2 separate regions of the Gossypium hirsutum genome follow, and region 2 is linked to region 1. The links are chromatin contacts, called in public Hi-C maps. All regions are on one chromosome and are shown on one strand. The core of a region is the stretch at or near the end of the contact, and the rest is flanking DNA. Distances in the headings are between cores, read along the strand shown.

Region 1 (3,503 bases), core at 916-3,415:
CTCAAGACATAAGACTATATAACTCTAGACATGAATATTTTGAAGCAAAAATCTGCTTTAGAAGTTGCCTGTTTTGAGACATTGTGCAGTATGTTTAGAGACAATCAAACTATTCATGTCTCAAGACATGGCCTGCCAACACTATTTTTCAATCATGTCTCAAGACATACGTTACAGGGACAGTTTTTAAGTCCGAAATTAATGTTTCCAACGACTATAATTCATCTCCAACAACCATAAATAGAGATGATAAAAACTCGAATCAACTTGAAAAATCGAAAAAAAAATTAAATTTAAAGTTATTTGAATCGAATTTTTTTAAATAATTCAATTTTTTTGAGTCACTTTAAATAAATGAGTCGATTTTTCTAATTCGAATGGAATTAAATTTTCACAACTTGAATAATCCAACAACCAAATCGACGTGATTTTGGATTCAAATGTATTTTTAAGCCTTGCGCGTTAACCCCCCACCTCGACGTTGTTTCAATTAAAAGTTAAAACTTTAATATTTTAACTTCACCCCTACTACTATTTTCCTACTACTATTTTCTTCCTCAAGGACACCAACCATGCTTAAACCCCAAACGGACAACCCTAAATTTTTTTAGATATAATACACCTAAATCTCTACGATTAAATCCTTGCGCATTGCCCATTGCCGCATTGTTCCTTTCTCCAAAGGTCTCTCTCATCAACCCTTCCACTTTTTCAGCAATTCCTTGCTCCTTGCTTCTTTTTTCTTTCTTTGAATTTTAATTTTAGCTGATTTTAAAATGAGTTTAGTGTGGGAAGTATTAAATAGAGCTTACTTTACTAATACGAGATTTTTATTTTATTTGATACTTTATTTAATTGCCTGAGACAAAGGAAAAAAATGTCATAGTGTAGTAAAGTGAGACTTATCTATCTTGTAGCTAAGTTGAGTTTAAGCTTTTTTTTCTTAAACCCAGTTAAGTATTTGGAAAATTTTATAATTATAGCTATCTTTTTCTTTAAAGAGTTGTTTATAATTTAAAATGTCGTATCTTTATTTAAAAAAGGAAAATTTTTAACTATTTCACTTATATATTTATTGAGTATAATATACACTTGATTATGATTATTTAAAAAAAAAACTAAAATTTCTATAATTACTTTTGAATTAATTAATTTTTTAAATTTAATTCAAATAAATATATTTGATTAGACCCAACTCGATTTGAAAAATTTTCAAAGTTTTTTTGAGCTACAAATGTATAGCTTTGGCTTAAAGGTTTTTTTTTTTTTACTTTTAAAGTATACTATTTTAAAAAATTTAGTACTTAATTTTTTTTATATAAATTGATATATAAAGTTACATCATGTTAACTAATTTCAGCCCAATCACATTAACAATATTAAAAAATTAATTGACATACGACACAATTAGAACATACCACTTGGCAATTTTCAGCCAATTATAATATGAGACGTGATATCCATGTTGATATGTATATATAGTCTAAAAATTTAAAAATAAAAAAATAGAAAATATTGAATTTTTAAAAATAAAATTATAGAAAATTATAAAATATATCAATATAATTTTTAAAAATTCAAAAAAAAATTAAAAATATATAAAAATGAGAATTTTAGTTAATATTTTAGAAAAAAAAATAAAAAAAAACAGTATAATTAAAAAATTAATAAAATAAAACTTATGTAATTATTTTTGAATTGGTTTATTTTTTTTAATTTAACTCAAATAAATATATTCGATTCGATTCGACTTGATTTAAAAAAATTTCAAATCTTCAAATTTTCAAATTTTCAAATTGTTGATAAAATAGGATTCATTAACTCGACTAACTTGAACTTTTTTCACTTGATTCTGTTTAACTTGTTTCAATCGAACACTCACCCCCTAGCCATAAATGTCCACAAACTTGTTATTTGATATAAATACACTTCAAGAACACTTCAAGATTAAAGAGAGAAATATCCAAACATCAAGATCAAGAGAAAGTCATTCAAATATTTATTTATTCATTTCTCTTATAAATATTCTCTAGAAGCTTAGTGTCAAATCTTTTATCATTCACATATCTTTGTATTGAGAGCTCAATTTTTGTAAACACACACCTTGTAGAAGGTTTTTTTGTTTACTCTCTTTTATATCACTAATTGTAAATTAGGAGAGTTTTAATTGAGCCACAAAAATTATGAAATGTTCTATTAAAGCCTTGTGAAAAAGATAGGAATTGTAAAGGTTATAAATTTCTCCTTGTTATAGTACGAGATTACACATGTGTTTAATGTGTAATTAGTTAGGTGGTTAAGCAGTTAGTGAGCTTGTAATTTGTTAACAGTAGTGAAGGCTTTATCAAGTGTATATATACGTGTATTTGGGCACTATTCAAAGCAAGCAAGTTTAATAAATTTGAATGCAAATATTTTCTAGTTCTCTGTAAAATCTTTTGTTAAGTAGTCATTAGCTTACTAGGTTTCTATCATGGTATCAGTCGCACGGTGATCCTCGGCCATGGTTACCACGCATTCCACCGACTCTGACTTCGTTAAGCCTACTGGCTCGGTGTTTCTTGGTGATCTTGTGGTCACGTCCTTTCCTCGGCATGAGGTTGTGAAGCTTGATACTGATTTGTTCATTCAGTGGCAGCAGCAAATTCGTCTCATTCTTCGTGGTTATGGTTTGCTCGGATTTATTGACGGAACGTTTACGGCTCCACCGCGATTTGTCCAGTCCTTCGATGGCGCTCTTGTCACCAATCCGTCTGCATCCATTTTTGATCAACAAGATAATCTACTTACCTCGTGGTTGTTGTCCACGATCAGCTCTTCCTTCCTATCGTCATTCACGGATGTTCAGACTGCCGGTGATGTCTGGATCATGGCGAATAACTTGTTCGCCGCTGATACTACTGCGAAGCAATCGCAATTGCGTCATGAACTTCATTCTCTCCGGAAAGGTAATCTCTCTATTCAGTTGTATGTTGACAAGATCAAAACCTTGTGTGCTCTTCTTGCAGCATCTGGATCTCCAACTTCAGAGGCTGAACGAACGGTGGTCCTTCTCGCTGGACTCTCATCTGAGTTTGAAGCCATTGTCTCCCATGCGTCGCTCTCCCCAGTTTCGTTACCTTTTCAACAGCTTGTCGATGCTCTGATTGAATATGAAGCTCGACAGATTTGCTCTATTTAGAATGTTTTGGTGGCTGTGAACATTGTGGAAGGGACTCAGTTGCAGCCGACGGACGGGGCCTTTCGTGGTGGTCGCCCTTTTGGTCGTGGTCGTGGTTGAAGCTTCCGTCCATGAATCTAATGTCAGATCTGCAATCGATTCGGTCATCTCGAACAGCGGTGTTACTATTGATATGACCGTGGTTGGCAGCCACAGTTAGAAGCACCAGCACCGGCGGTGCGATATGGTGGGTTTGCGTTTGGTGCGAATAGGGGCGAGTTGGAGCGTGGGAACAGACCTCTTGAGTATGGTCAAAATTGGGGGTCTCTTGGTCAAAATTGGA
Region 2 (3,568 bases), core at 1,055-3,554, 570 kb before region 1:
TTCAACAGATAATTTCCCATGCAAAGAAAGAGTCATGCTCTCAGTTTTCATCCTCTCAGCAGAGATGGTATCCTCCAGAGATTTTATCAACTCCCTAGTGGATGAATGGCGCGAAAATAAGACTTGTTCAACATAATTTGCAATGCCATCTTTGTCATTACTATCAATAAAATCTGTTTCTAGAAGCCTACAAAGAAACATCTCCTCCACAGGGCATGATGGAATAGAACCTAAAGAGGGCAAGTTAATGTATTGTAAATTTGAGAGAACTTACACTTTGACTTTTTACTATTAAAAGACACAGCACTACCTCTCCCAACTCCAAAAACACACAAAAGTAAATTTGTTCAACAAAAAATTAGTCTGATCTGAACCTCGAGAATTGTCAGCTTCGTCCAATATTCGTAAAGCATTATGGCCTCCTCCAGCTCGTATTCCAAGCAGGACCAAATCATCAACCAACTATAGAGTAGAGTAACAAAAAAGAACTATAAAAAAATCATAATGATCAAAACAGATGAAAGTAAAAGAGTGCCATAAAAAAATACCTGATTCCAGAGTTGGTTCACAGTTATCAACATATCATCATAAGAGGCTTGCTTGTCTTTTAATTCTTTAATTTTGGTTTCAAGATCATGCAACTCATGTTTCTGAATATCTAACTGCTGGACAAGTTTTTGATTCTGGTACTGGAGAACTGCCGCATCAACCTGGATAAAAAGAATTCCTCTATATCAAATAAAATGCATGAGAGAATTAAAAACACAAATTTGTAAACATGCAGGGAAAAAGTTCAAAAACGGATTTTATCAATTTTAAATTTACTTGACATGTGCACCAACCTTACACATTGGGGTGTATGCAGAAATATCATAGTGATAATAAGAGGGCACTCTGAAAAATCAAATCATGTATAAAAAGTGAAAGGCAAATTCAATCGGGTGGCAGGGGACAGTATATCTCCACTCATCTTTAGGTATGCCTGATATTGAATTAGGTTATGCTCAGGGCTTAGCTTATCAACTCAACAAAATGTGCAAACTGGTGGATTTATGGTGCCCATGCATATAATCAGATGCCTAAAACTGATTCATGACAAGTCTAGGAATGGTTTGAATCAGATAAGAGACCAGAATATAACTAGAAGTTTAGGGAAATTTTCAATTTCTAAGATAGATCCAAATAGGCAACTCAAATAATTTGAGATGATGAAAAAGACATCACATTTCATTAATTTACAATATTTCCATTTGACATATACAGCATTGATGCAGCAAACCTACTCGGTTAGTGCAAACTACTTCAACTATTCACATTATCAGCTCAATTTAATAATAATTGGAGTTACATAACCCTAGCAGATAAATTAAGTGAAAAAAAGATTTTTTTTTTTTTAAAACCCTTAATTTTGGTGTGTCACCCTAAATCCGCAAATCTAAACAAACAAAAGCATATCAGTGATATACTGATTATGGGTAAATCGCTAAGAGAAAGAGCTTGTTTTCCTTTTTCCCCGTATAGACCCACAGGGGAAGGGGAATCGAGTTTCGCAGCAAACTACTTATCCACCACTAACAATAAATTAAATCAAAATTGATCCACAACAAGTAATAAATAAATTCCCCTTCTCTTCCTATACTGTCTCGACGGCAGAGAGAAAGCATTTGAAATTAAAATTTTCCATGAATAACCCAGAGACCATGAAGAAATGGAATACAACTGAGCATCCAAGAAGAAAACTAATAGCAGGAAAAATTTTAGATCAACTTTCCATTTTGTGAACAGTCGAAAGTAATGTCCCAAGATTCAATATTTCAGTTTTAACATTTGATTCTTCCGGGCGACAGGACAAAACAAAATGTATTCCAGAGCAATTTTGATTTGAGGAGAAATTATAGCTCAAAAAGAAAGCGAATAAAATCATGCAAACCCATTAATTTATCAAGAAATTAAAGAGGAAAACAATATATTTAAGAAAAAAAAGTGTGAGAGAGAGATTACAGATTTGGTGTGGTTGGGAGAAGTGGAGGAATTACGGGCCATGGCGGGAGAATCCAAGTGAGGCCTCTTCTTCTCTGGTTCTTCAGATTCAAAGCTTTCCATTTACTGCAGTTAGGATTGCGATTTACACCCCCTCCCCTCTCTTTTACACTTGATTACTCTTTCGCCACACCATCAAATCCCAATCATCATGCGTTCCCAAAACCCTAACTTACAAACTCTACTCGTTCCGAGAATGATAGATTCCAGTAATTTGCTTTCTACGGAGTCGTATATTGAGAAAAAAGCAGAAGAAAGATGCATCACCCGTTAAAACGGTGGCGTTTAACCTTATAGCTTTGTTGCTCTTCAACCAACCTTCGTCAAATAGTTGGTTGAACCAAATTAAACCGGCCGATCAGACCGATTGGATCAATAAGTGGTCGAAGTATTAGTTTGGAGAGATATTGATCGGTTGACGGGTGAGTTAATATGATCTAATTAAATTGGTTTAACCGGTTTCATTAGTTTTTTTCTATTTTTTTTTTTATAATTTTTTTAAAAAATTATTTAATAGAATTAGTGGGTTTAACGATTCAACCATGATTTTGTAAATTTTTTTTATAGTTTATATTAGGTTTAAATTAGTTTATTGTATTCGCAATTCAAATAATTATATTTATTTTTTAAAACTTTATTATAAAATTTGTAACATTTTAGAGGCGACATGAAGTATTTAATTTCATGATATGTAACCTTCTTTTGTAAATTAAAATTTATAATTTTGGTTCAAACTTAAACAATTTGATTAGATTAAAAAGGTAGGACTAGATAATTTCAAATGAAGTTAATAAATTAACGAGATAAATAAAGAATTTCAACTAAATTTAATAAATAATCTAGATAGAATAAAGAATTTTTAATAAATATAATAAATAATATTTATATATGATAAATATTGAAGTAAACCGTAAAATAATAGAAAATCTCTAATCTTTTATACTCTAAAAATATAAATATTTGTGCAATTTGAAATTCTAGGTTATCAGCGTCACCATCACCATCATCCCCTTTGTGATTTCATACGTAAGGTCTGTTTGGCAATGCTTTTGAAAAGTATTATGAAAAAGTGCTTTTGAAAATTTGAGTGTTTAATATTGTTGTCAAAAAGTGCTTTTGAGAAATAAAATGTCCATTTTAGACATGATATTATAAACTAACAAATATATTTAAATAATGTTCAAATTAGTTAATATTATGATATTTTACCAATATATAAAAAATAATTTATTATAACTTATTGTTAATATTTTAATATATAATATTAATTTTAAATATTTTTAAGTAATTTATTTTAATTATTTATTAAATTCAATTAGAATATATAAACTATATTTAAATATTTAAATATAATAATTAAATATTTGTAATTAGATAGTGACACAATTGTATTATTTTAAAAATGATTTTTTTAATTAATGTTTTTAACACATTTGTATTATTTTATTTTAAAATATACTTTGAATATATAACTCATATTAAATATTAACATAACATAGAAAACATAAACCTAGCAAATTAAAATATT

The links. Hi-C and Micro-C count contacts between places; a contact is called where the count stands out from the background.
Region 2: a contact with region 1 is called in a Hi-C map of leaf, with 4 times the contacts expected there. The contact joins the promoter of LOC107925667 here to the promoter of LOC107925354 in region 1. A contact is called at or near these places in 5 of 34 Hi-C or Micro-C datasets (hypocotyl, leaf and seedling).

What each region holds. Positions count from the first base shown.
Region 1 is chrA08:19,711,268-19,714,770 of Gossypium_hirsutum_v2.1, reverse strand. It overlaps LOC107925354, which reads left to right and starts at 2,165. Exons shown (of 2, transcript XM_016856098.2): 1 at 2,165-3,503. The coding sequence starts at 2,504. The coding sequence ends at 3,181.
Region 2 is chrA08:20,282,370-20,285,937 of Gossypium_hirsutum_v2.1, reverse strand. It overlaps LOC107925667 (E3 ubiquitin-protein ligase BRE1-like 2), which reads right to left and starts at 2,304. Exons shown (of 18, transcript XM_041074592.1): 1 at 2,002-2,304; 2 at 549-710; 3 at 375-462; 4 at 1-230. The coding sequence starts at 2,103.